Linked DNA regions of Zea mays: region 2 is linked to region 1. The links are chromatin contacts, called in public Hi-C maps. All regions are on one chromosome and are shown on one strand. Each heading gives the region's core, a stretch centred on a gene start, on an enhancer-like site or on the middle of the called end of the contact. The rest is flanking DNA. Distances are from core to core; before and after follow the strand shown. Region 1 holds the start of LOC100280198 (Alba DNA/RNA-binding protein). Region 2 holds the start of LOC103647029 (60S ribosomal protein L3).

Region 1 (6,415 bases), core at 3,884-6,383:
AGATCAAATTCACTGCCCAAGTGGTCTTTCCCCACGTTTCAGGGCAATGATCCGAGTATTTGGTTCGACAAGTGTTTGGATTATTTCACGGTGTATCAGGTACCCAAATGGATTTGGGCGCACACTGCGTCCATGCACATGGAAGGAAATGCTTCTAAGTGGCTACAAGTGTATAAGAACTATGGATTAGGTGATTGCCTGATTGGGGTCAGTTTATTCGTGTTGTGAGAGAGAAGTTTGGTGTAGAAGAATATCCTCAAGCCATGGGGACGTTGGTTAGTATGAAGCAGCAGCATGGAGTGGAAGAATATTCTCAAGCCTTTGATGATATCAGGTATGCAACGACCCTGCATAATTCAGAGTTGGATACCTTTGTGACACACTATGTGACGGGGTTGAAGTCTGAAATCCAAACTCAAGTTATGGCCCAGATGCCTAAGACTGTGGCTAAGGCTTATGAGGTTAGCCAAGTTGTATCAGGAGATAGCTGAGAGTAACAAGATGAAGAATCAGAAGGGGAACAAGACTCAGATCATGGGAGGCAGGGGTGACAGTAGAACTGGAGCCTTGTATCTTGAGTTGAGTAAGGAAAGACAGTTAAGAGATTATAGAAGGGTGAATGGGTTGTGTTTTATTTGTGGAGACAAATTTGAACCAGCCTGATAGTGAAGTGTCCAAAGAGAGTGGTAACCCAACTGCATAATCTGACGGTAGAAGATATGGGGTTGGTGTTGACTGATGAGGTGTTGCAAAAGTTGGAGCATGAGGAGAAGTGTGTACAGGAGTTGTGCCAACTGTCCTGGAATGCCATTAATGGTACAGAATGTGATGGTTGTATGAGGGTCCAAGCCTTGATCCAGGATCAGATGTTGATGATGCTGATTGACTTAGGCAGTTCAACTACTTTTATTAGTCAGAGGATAGTAAAGATGGGGTTGGTTACTGAAGATTGCTCAGCTGTGAGACTCAAGGTGGCTAATGGAGAAATCATGATTAGTGACAAAAGAGTAAAGGAAGTGATATGGAGATCTGGTGGGCATGTGTGTACAACACTGCTATGAGAGTGTTGGACCTGGAGGTATATGATGTGATCTTATGATATGACTGGTTAAAGGAGCATAGTCCTATGCAATGTGACTGGATCAATAAGGTGTTAACCTTTATTGATCAGAGAAGAAAGGTGAGGTTGCAAGGAGATGCCAGGCAGATGCAGGAGGTACAACAGGTGTCTGTGATGCAGACATGCAGTTGGAAAATGGGTGAAGGGAGATGAAGTTTGGGTTTTTGTGATGCTGGAGGAGGTTTCAGAAAAGGAAGCTGGTGAAGTTGATGAAGTTCTGTAGAGGATTCTGAAGGAGTTTGAAGATGTGTTTGCAGTGCCTACTGGTTTGCCCCCTATCAAACCATATGACCACCATATTCCTTTATTACCAGGGTCTATTCCAGTGAATTCAAGGCCTTACAGAGATATTCACCAGCTCACAAGACTGAGTTTGAGAAGCAAGTTTCTGAGCTGCTAGTAGCAAGGCTTGATAGTCCCTCGCGTCAGTCCATTTGCTTCACCAGTGTTGCTTGTGCAGAAGAAGGATGGTAGTTGGAGGTTCTGTATAGACTACAAGAAGTTGAATGGGATGACTATTAAGAATAGATTCCCTATGCCTCTGGTGGATGAAATTTTGGATGAGTTAGCTGGTGCTCAGTATTTTACTAGTCTAGATATGACAGTAGGCTATCATCAAATAAGAATGGGAGTGGAGGATGAGTATAACTGTATAAGACTGCTTTTAAGACACATCATGGCCACTACCATTCAGGGTAATGCCTTTTGGACTCAAATGCTCCAGCTAGTTTCTAGTGTGCTATGAACTCAGTTTTGGAGAGCTTTCTCAGGAGATTTGTCATGGTTTTCCTGGAGGACATTCTCATCTATAGTCCCAGTCTGGAGGTTCATTACCAGCACATCAGGATGGTGTTAACCAAGCTTAGATAGCATCAATTCTTTCTAAAGTTGAAGAAATGCTCTTTAGTGAAGCACGAACTGAAGTATTTGGGCCATGTGATTTCTAGAGATGGAGTGGCAACAGATCCTAATAAAACTGAAGCCAAGTTTACCTGGCCACGACCTAAGAATGTGACAGAGCTGAGGGGGTTCCTTGATCTAACAGGCTATTATAGGAAATTTGTGAGTGGTTATGGAACCTTGGCCAGACCCCTTACTAGACTCTGTTGCAGAAACAGCAAGTGTTTCAGTGGTCTGAAGAGGCCCAGGTTGCCTTCCAAAAACTGAAGCAGGCTATGGCTTCTACTCCAGTTCTTGCTCTTCCCAGGTTTGATTTGCCTTTCACAGTTGAAACAAATGCATCAGATGTGGGGTTGGGGGCCATGTTGATGCAGCAAGGCAGGCCACTAGCTTTCATCAGCAAGGCTCTGGGAGAGAAGAACAAACACCTTTCTATTATGAGGAGTTCCTGGCCTTGATTATGGCAGTAGATAAGGAGGCAGTATTTGCAGAGAGGTGCTTTCGTGATTAAGACAGATCACAAGTCTTTTACATTTTTGGGAGACCAGCAGCTACAATCAGATCTTCAAAAGAAAGCCATGGCCAAGTTAATGGGGTTACAATTTTAAATTGTGTATAAGAAGGGGTCAGAGAATGTAGTTGCTGATGCTCTGTCAAGGAGGGATTCAATGTTGGAGTTAGCTGCTATCTCAGAAGTGCAGCCAGTTTGGGTGCAGGAGGTGTTAAATTCTTATGTTAAAGAGGCCCAACAGATGATAGCTCAGTTGCTGGTTCGAAGTCCTGATGAACATGGGTTTTCATTGCATCAGGGTATTATTCGAAAGGTGGGTCGTATTTGGATTGGTGCTAACTCAGCTTTAAGAACTAAGCTGATTGCAGCTTTGCATGATAGTGCAATAGGTGGACACTCTGGAATACAAGCCACATATCAGCGTGTGAATAAAGTGTTCTATTGGAAAGGGTTAAAAGCTGATGTGATTCAGTTTGTACATCAGTGTGTTACTTGTCAAAAGGCTAAGTGTGAGAGAACTCATCCAGCAGGGTTATTGCAACCCCTGCCTGTGCCTCAAGGTGTGTGGGAAGATGTGACTATGGATTTCATAGAAGGCTTGCCTAAATCAGAAGGTTTTGATACAATTTGGTGGTGGTTGACAGATTTTCGAAATATAGTCATTTCTTAACATTGAAACATTCTTTTACTGATAGGGGTGTTGCTCAAGTATTTCTGGATAATGTGGTTAAGTTGCATGGGGTGCCCAAGTCTCTAGTATCTGACAGGGACAAGGTGTTTACTAGCAGTTTTTGGAAGAATCTGTTTCAGCCCATGGAGGTCAAGTTGTTGTTGTCTACAGCTTATCATCCCCAGACTGATGGACAAAGTGAACGTGTGAACCAATGTCTGGAAATGTATCTCGGGTGTGCTGTGAACTCTCAGCCCAGCAAGTGGAAGAGTTGGTTGGCTCTGGCAGAGTACTGGTATAACACTACTTATCATGGTGTATTGGGGTGTACACCATTCAGAGTGTTATATGGATATGATGCCCCTATGCTGGCACTTCCAAGGCTCATTGCCATTGAGGATCAGGATGTCACTGATTGGGTCACAGAAAGAAATACTTTTTCTGTAATGCTGAAGGAACAGTTGGCTCGGGCATAGTTGTGTATGAAGCAATACGCTAACAAAGGCAGAACTCCTAGGGAGTTTCAAGTGGGTGGTTTTGTTTTGCTAAAACTGCAACCATATGCACAGAAGACAGTGGTGAATCGGCCTTGTCCCAAGTTGGCATTCAAATTCTTTGGGCCTTTCAAGGTTGCAGCTAAAATTGGGGCAGTTGCAAATAAATTGGAGTTACCTGCTGATGCTCAAGTCATCCGGTGTTTCACGTGTCTCAGTTGAAGCCGCTTCATCCATGCTATTCTCCGGTTTTCACTGAACTACCTAAGCTAGTTGACATGTCTCAAGAGGGCATTGAACCTGAACAGATACTGAATCGGCGGATGGTGCGTAAAGGCAATCATGCTATTGTCCAGGTGCTGGTGGAATGGACGGGACTGCCATCTGAAGCTGCTATTTGGGAGGACTATGCAGTGGTGAAGGCAAGACCGCAAGGTTTCCAGCAGCAAACACTTGGGGACAAGCGTCTTTTGGCCCCGGGGGAGATGTGATTATGTGATGGCCCAAGATGATGCCTAGAGCGAGTATGGAGGATCCTCGTAGCAGGTATGAGGTATTAGTCTGTAATCTGTGATGTTCTAAGTGATTGAGCCTGTAATAGTTGCTTGGGCTATTATAAGGCCGTATTGTCGCCATACTGGGCTGTAATAAGTGGATTAGCCAGAGTATTAGCCGGTTTAGCAGGTGAGGTTGAGCATCTATAAATACTGTAATGAGTTGTTCAGAGGGAGATATGAAATGAATAGGAAAACAGACTCCTGAACAAACTTATCTGTGTCTCGTCGGCGATCCCTGGAGAGTCTCACGTCTCGGCGAATCGCCGCCCAGGCCAAGGGTCATCACAGTATCAAACGGTGCAGTGACTGACGGTGTAAAACAGAGTGAAATGAACCTCGACCCTGACAAATTTCCAATTGTATCCTACCCCTCACGCCACCCCACCCAAAAAAATGGGCAGGTAATAAATCACAGTTGTAAACACACGATTTGAATAACACGAAATCGAACTCTGCCGCGACGCGCCCATCACAGCAGAGCCAGAAACGCTGCCGGCCGCGGCCCCTAAAGCCCCCCCAAATCCCTTCGGGAAAAGGGGTAGAAAACCGCATCGCCCTGAGCCCCAACCGCGCCTGTGACAACGACGCCGCGAATGGGACTGGAGGCGACGACCACCCGTGTCCCCACGCCGCGCCCAACAGCCCGGTCAACCCCGCGCCTCCCCCGACCTCAGAGCCTCCACCCAGCGAGAGGACCGCCGCCGCGCCGGCCGGCCCCCGAATCCATGAAGCCGCGTAGAATCGAGACGGAGCGGAGGAGGAAGGGAGGGAGGGTAGGGGATGGAGAAAAGAATCTCACCTCGCGTGCTCCGCCCTCGGCCGCTGCAGCTGCCGCTCCCCGGTTCCTCTTCTGACTGGCTGGTTGGCTTGGCTGGCTCTGCGCGGAGGGGGAGGGCGTGGAGCGGTTTCAGCTTTCAGGGTCAGAGCTTGCTGCTGCGTGCGCCCGCGTCGTCCTCGTCCTCGCACACTGGGCCTGGCCGCGTGGCGTGCTGGCGTGGCGAGGTTATCCTCCAGGCCCTGCCCCCTGGACCCGGTTTCTCGTGCGGCTGCTCGGAGAGCCGTCCGTTGCGCTGGATCTCGGGGTCGTTCGTAGACCGAGTGCGGCGAGCGGTTAGGATAAGGGCGCCTGGGCTTGGAGCCTAGGAGATAAGGAGGGGGCTGTACTTCGCTAGCATGTGGGGACCTGGCCCTGTTAACTATACCTGGCGAGTAGCCACTAGCCACCGGCGTGTGTAGGCTGCTTACCTACACCGGCCCCTAGTTTTGTTTTTTTAGAGCCATTCATGGTGCTAGTGCAATATTACCACGTCAATAAAAGTAAGATAAAACAAAAAATAAATTATGTTTTTTCAATAAAGTGGTTCGTGACTTAAATATTGTATTTAAATAACCAATAATAATAGATAAAATAGATAGAGATGAAATAAATTGTTCTTAATAGTGGTTTCGCATGCTTTCCAATACCTTAAAAACGAGCTCCGGAGTTTCATGACGAAACTATTTTCACCTTTTTTTAATAAATATAGTGTCATGTCATCAAATCCTATGTGGCATACTAATTAATGTATGAAACTGCCATTGAGAATGGCCTAAGTATTGCAAAAGTTTTTAATAAAAAATAGAAAAACACCTAGTTGGCAGGGTGGTCTACTCATTTTAGGTAGGGGTGGATATCGAGTCACCTCGGCTCGGCTTGGCTCGGCTCGACTGAGCTCGAGTTGGCTCGGCTCGACTCGTTAAGTTAACGAATAGGATAACCAGCTCGGCTCGACGCGTTTGCGAGCTCGAGCTGGCTCGTTTAGCTCGCGAGCCACAATAAAAAATTATATATATATATATATAACAATATAATCAATTGCTAGTTTATTTCATATTAATTTAACACTAGAAAAGACTAATAATACTCGTAATTTCATATATCACATCATTTAAACCTTAAATTAACATAGTATAGGCTTTTGTTTTGCTGATAAATGCTAACTCATTCGAGCTAACGAGCTGGCTCGTTAACGAACCGAGCTAAGATGTTAGCTCAGCTCGTGACAAAATTAAAACGAGTCGAGTCGAGTCGACTCAAATTGAGTACAAGTCGAGCGAGCTCACGAGCCACAAGTATTTTGTCCAGCCCTAATTTTAGGTAACTTTGGTATAGTTTAGTTGTAG
Region 2 (6,239 bases), core at 3,423-5,922, 340 kb after region 1:
CCCGCTTTATGGGAATATTCTGGGGATAACCTAGGTAGCTGAGGGCACATGCATCCTTAGCACAAGGCGCTGGGCGCTCAGGTACCTATAAATACCCCCGCACAGTGCCCGTGGGAGGCCAGATTAACAGAGCTATTGCCTTCTAGCACGTAACCCTGTTGTCATCACTGTTCACCCTTGTAGGCCTCCTTGCGACTGAGAGCAAGTGCCAACACACACGCTGGTCCACGGCGAGCGCGGAGGGGGCGGAACTGACAGGGCAGGCCCACGGCGCAGAGAGAGAATAGGGGACGCGCGGGGCAACGACTCGACGACTGGCGGACCGGGCCCGCGAGACAGAGAGAGAGAGAGGGAGCGCACGGGGAAGAAAACTGGCGCCGACAGGCTGGCCCCATCGGGCAGCGAGCGAGGGAGGGAGGGCGCGCGAGAGAGGGGAACTGCCGCTGACAGGCGGGGTCCGCCTGTCAAGCGGCGCGGGCACACGGGCGCGCGGCCTGGCTGGGCTGAGCTAGGCCGGCTAGGCCGCTTTCCCCTTTTCTTTTTCTATGGATTTTCTAATTCCTTTTCTATTTCTTTTCTATAGGGTTTTCAAATCCAAATTCAAACTAGGTTTCAAATTCAAATAAATTCAAACTTGTGCAACACTTCAAAGAATATTTTAAGCTCAACATGATGCAACATGTCATGACCCATAAGGTTTTGGCAAAAATAAATAATTAACCTCCACTAGTTTAAGCTATTTCTACTCAAAAGGAAAAAAGAAAAAGAATCTAGAGACAGAGAAAACCTAGAGTGAGAGAAAAAGAGTAACACATGATTTTGGGTGGTAATTAGAAAGAAATTTTATACCCCCAAAATCAGGGTGTTACAGTATGGTTAATACGAGGCAAGAAGTATGGTCTTCTCTAAGCGGTCGAAACTGTGTCTGGCCTTCGGCTGCCCGGCCATCCAAGTCCTCTGTATGATGTAGTCCCTCCTCGGCGTTCTATTAGGTCGAAGGATGCCTTCGCTGATGGGCCCTTCGCGCCGCGGATTTGCGAAGGCTATTAGGCAGGAAACAGGGTCTTCATTCGATTGGTTGAGGGCCTCCTCGGCCTCCGCCTAACATCAGTCAAACCTCCACTCAAACATCAACCACCTCCGTGGGACACAAGCCATAAATTACTGTTCAGGTTTTTTGCGCAAATAGTTAACAGAAATAGCGTAAATAGTTCATAGCGATAGCATAAAAAACCACCCTGACACTGGACCATGTCCACACACACAGGCGCATGCATGCAGATCCTAATTTTATGTTAGATCCGATAATTACGACAAATCATGGTACTTTTCATTACATGTGCGTAAATTTTGGATGACATTTTCGTTTTACCACTACATGCGCGCAAAAAATGGATGACTCCATAAATATAGGATCGCTCTAACAACCTTGCAGTTAAGCTCATTGTAATCATTTTATGATATTTAGATACTAATTATGTTACATGGTGTAGGTATTTATGCAATTCGGTATACCGCGTAAAAATATGTTTCCTGCTGCATGCGCAAAAAATTAAGATGACAGTAATGTGCGATGAAAGGAAATGGATTGTTAAGCATGGAAAAAATCTTATTTAAATGTTTTATTTTCTTCATAAATATAGGATCGCTCAAACAGTCATACAGTTAGACTCGACAAAACCAGTTTATGATATATAGTGATACTAATTATGCTACATGATATAATTATTATAAAATGCGGTACCTGCGTGAAAATCTGGCATGTGATTTAGTAGTGGACACTTCTCCATGTTCGAGCATAAAAACCTTTAGTTTTGAGCGTAAACACATAAAGTTGTGAGCTTAAATACTGATCCAACATGCATGCAGTTCCTATTTTTATACAGATCCGAAAATTATGACAATCAACAGGCACATGCATGCAGTTCCTATTTTTATGCAGATCAAAAAATTATGGCAGGTCGTGGGAGTTTCTATTGCACGCGTACAAATTTTAAATGACATTTTCGTTACCACAACATACACGCAAACATTGATTGGCTGATATCGCACAAAGCATAAATCATTATAGAAAGTTACATAAATACCTACATGGTACATCATAATTAATAAAAAATCATAGTATAGGCTAAATCAACATTCACATGCATAAACAACGTATTGGAGGAGGCCATCGCCGAAGGACGCCGTCGAGACCACCAGATCGGAGGAGTTGGTCACCGAAGGATGCTTGAACCGTTGTACAGATCGCTGACCCTTACAGCCCTCATCTTGTGCGATCGCCGTCATCCCCGGAGCCACCCACGCCTTTGTGTCCTCTGCCGCCGGAGACAACCGCACCTCGCATGAACGTTGGAGGGGGCCATCACTTCCATGCACGCGTGGGAGCTGCCACCGCACAAGCCTCTAGTCGCTCGTGCCTCCTCGGGCCAAGACCGACGCTCGCTCCTCCGGGGCCACCGTCGTCGTTGTGCGTGCCTTTGGGGCCATCGTCGCCGCTCGCGCCTCGAGTAACCGCCGTCGACGAGTGAGGGGGGCGCGTGTCGCCCGCTCACGCCTCCGGGGCCGCCATCATCGCTCGTGCCCTAAGAAACCGCCGCCGCTGTGTGAGGAGGACGACACCGCTCGTGCGTCAGGATGAGGACGTAAAAAACGAACCTAGCGGTCTATGACTATATACACACACACACACGAAAACATTCTATATATTTTTATTTTGTGAGGATGAGACTCGCTGCCCAATTCCAATACAGCCATAACAAAAAATACTAGTTCTATTGAGAATGTTGGCAATTAGGATAAGGATGTCAACAATGCTACTAAACCTGATTCAAGCCAATAGCCTTCACATCATTGCTTCAAATGCTGCTTGGTATTTATTTATGTCATGCCAACATCAACAATAAGAATTACAAAAATGAGAAGTTTTTCTTTGGATTCTTTTGTAACAATATGTCCGTTGTCCAAACACACGGTGCGTTTTTTACATAGTTTATACTATACTTAAAGCACCAGTTTCAACGGTCCCGCGTCATCTTTTTACAAATAACCCCTCAAAGCTATTTCAAATTAATCGATGCACGACTATATATGGCCAAACGGCGGCCCGGCACGGGCCAGATGCCCGCGGGCCACAACTCTGGCCCAGGCACGTCATGTCGGCCGCTGATTGTGCCGGGCCAGCCCGTCAGCCCATTTAATTAAATCAGCGTAAAATGTTAAAAAATAATGCTGTCTAACCAGTAGAACGTCATGCTCAGATGTTTTTAATATTTAATATAAATTATATATATGTATATACGTCTTTTGTAAAATAAAAAATATAGTCGTGTCGGGCCGGACCAACGCTACGGGTCGAGGCTACAGCCCAAGCACGGCACGACGTTCTTGGCTCTTGCAAGCATTAAGTCGTTTCTGAGACCACATTGGCACAATGGACTCAATGGTGTTTGAGGTTGCTAGATTGGATGGAGCAACAATGATTTGTCAAACTAACAGTAAAATAAAAGGTTATTTATTGGTTTTAAATATTAGTAATTGCTATGGAGTAGCATAATTTATATGAAGCACATCCAGTTTTAATTGATGTCTGACTATAGCAATCACTCCATATTTTGATCAATCTTTTTTTTATAAGTTTGAGTTCATGTGACTTATTTTAGAAACTTGAGCTCACAAACTTTCTCTTATTTGATCTCTGTATGGTGGAATTATGTCATTTTATAATCTATGTTCGTTCAGTCAGCCATTGTGAACTCTCTTATAATCGCTCACTTCATTGGCCGTGTTATACCAAGACATATTGGATAGAGTAAATAATAACATTAGTTAGCTAAATTTAAAAAATATATTATACGGAGAGCAGAGACAATCAATAAAAAATATTGAAATTTTTGATGGATAGTTTACATGGGTATTGTTGTAAGCCGTTGCAACACACGGGCAACCGATTAGTAGAACTATATCAGTGAGGTAGTAAAATGAAATATAGAGACATTTTCAAATAAAAGGGACGACCCATATTTTAAATAGAGTACTGAGCCGAGCCCACAGTACCTTAGCTCAGAAGGTCAGAGCAGCAGCCCATATTTCACAGGGCATCCCGGTCCAGCGTGATTGAAACCCTTGCACTCGGGACTAGAGATGGCAATGGGTAAATACCCACCGGGTATTACTACCCCATACCCATACCCACGACATAAAAATAACCCCATCGGGTCACCCATATACACTGGTGGGTATGGATTTGCCCCCATACCCATACCCATGTATGTATGGGTCACCTATCGGGTCACCCGTACCCACAAAAATTAAACATCTATCAAAATATTATATTATACAAATGTCAAGTATATCCATCTAAATACCATTACAAAAATTTTAGTATCATTTAACCATCTATTCAACACACCAAAGATAATTGGATAAAATAGTAACACTAGGATAGTACTACATAGCACATTACATGTTCCATTAAATTGTCATTAAATTGTCGTTAAGCCTTCTATGACATTATGCCTAAAAGATTGTTAAATAGTAAAAAAGATGGATGACTAAAATCCAAGTTCATGCTTGGTTAAGTTTATATTGGGTATTTTATACCCACGTGTTAATGGGTATGGGTGAAGACGGAACGTTCTAATACCCATTTACCCATTGTGTGAAATTTTTTGCCCAATATAGAATATTTAGCCCATATACGGGTATCGAGTCGCGGGTACCTATTCCCATCTATCATCTGCCATCTATACTCGGGACCCCTATATATAACTAACCTCTGCTAGGGTTTACTCGCATTTTGGCTCCTCACTGCCGCGCCGCCACCCCCTACAGGTGGATGTAACGAATCCGCCGCCGGCGTCATCTCCTCCTCCCACCTCGACTCGCCTTGCTCGCCGGCGGCGGCCTTTTCTTCGCCGCGCGGCGAGTCGCCCATGTTGAGCTCGCGGCTGATCTGATGGGCTTGTTGTGATCTCCTGCAGGTAAGGAAGAGGAGGGCAGGATGTCGCACCGTAAGTTCGAGCACCCGAGGCACGGCTCCCTCGGCTTCCTTCCCAGGAAGCGCTCCTCCCGTCACCGCGGCAAGGGTACGCGCGCATCTCTTACTCCCTCCTTGCTCGCTTGCCTTGTTCCGATACGTGTTATCTGAAATGTTCTACCCTTCAACCTTTAGAACTTGAAGTATTATTTATGTTCCTTCTATTTAAACAACCTGTACTCCGCTAGTGGTGTTGTTAAGTAATAATTTTCATAGGGTTGTCTTCCGTCAGTGAAGGATTGTCTATTGCATATAAGTGCAATCCAACATTATGTATAATCTGAAAACGTGCTGTACAATTGAATTATGTTGCTGTGAATATTAACCTGTTTAGTATGGTATGCACATTCATTTGGCAGGTTTACTTAATGTCCAAAATCTGATAGTAGTTTTCCTGTTTTTGCAGTGAAGTCATTCCCTAGGGATGACCCCAAGAAGCCTTGCCATCTCACTGCCTTCCTTGGCTACAAGGCTGGCATGACTCACATTGTCCGTGAGGTTGAGAAGCCAGGATCCAGTATGTCCACCCCCTTCTTTTTTATTAATCAATTAAGCTGATGACATAGTCCAGTTTGTTTATATCTGAAAAATGAATTGTAACATGAGAACGATTTGATTTCTGACCAGCAGTTTTAGTTTTTTTATGAATTTGAGGGCACTTAACTTTAGATGATATAAGCCACACAACTATCTCTTCACAGGCCCATAGACTTACTCAAAACAATAGATTTTTCTGTTGAATATCCACAACTGCTTGCACCCATGAATCTCGAGTATATGGATACCATTTCACTCCATTATCGTAACTGCTCTGCCTACTTGATTTCTACAGAACTCCATAAGAAGGAAACTTGTGAGGCTGTTACCATCATTGAAACCCCTCCTCTTGTCATTGTTGGGCTCGTGGCATATGTGAAGACTCCTCGTGGCCTCCGCACACTCAACTCTGTTTGGGCCCAACATCTTAGTGAAGAAGTGAGGAGAAGGTTCTACAAGAACTGGTGCAAGAGCAAGAAGAAGGCTTTCACAAAGTATGCTCTCAAATATGAAAATGATGCTGGCAAGAAGGAAATTCAGCTGCAGCTTGAGAAGATGAAGAAATATGCTTCTGTTATCCGTGTCATTGCTCATACCCAGGTAAGAAGCTTAATTGTGCTTTGTTGCTCATTCATGTTTGTAGGAACACAGTTTCTTAATGATT

Evidence for each region. A called contact is a pair of places that touch in the nucleus more often than the background predicts.
Region 2: a contact with region 1 is called in a Hi-C map of leaf, with 5 times the contacts expected there. The contact joins the promoter of LOC103647029 here to the promoter of LOC100280198 in region 1. A contact is called at or near these places in 3 of 25 Hi-C or Micro-C datasets (ear, leaf and tassel).

What each region holds. Positions count from the first base shown.
Region 1 is chr2:142,082,798-142,089,212 of Zm-B73-REFERENCE-NAM-5.0, forward strand. It overlaps LOC100280198 (Alba DNA/RNA-binding protein), which reads right to left and starts at 5,134. Exons shown (of 10, transcript NM_001153130.1): 1 at 5,052-5,134.
Region 2 is chr2:142,418,495-142,424,733 of Zm-B73-REFERENCE-NAM-5.0, forward strand. It overlaps LOC103647029 (60S ribosomal protein L3), which reads left to right and starts at 4,673. Exons shown (of 6, transcript XM_008671602.4): 1 at 4,673-4,833; 2 at 4,983-5,087; 3 at 5,445-5,555; 4 at 5,871-6,175. The coding sequence starts at 5,003.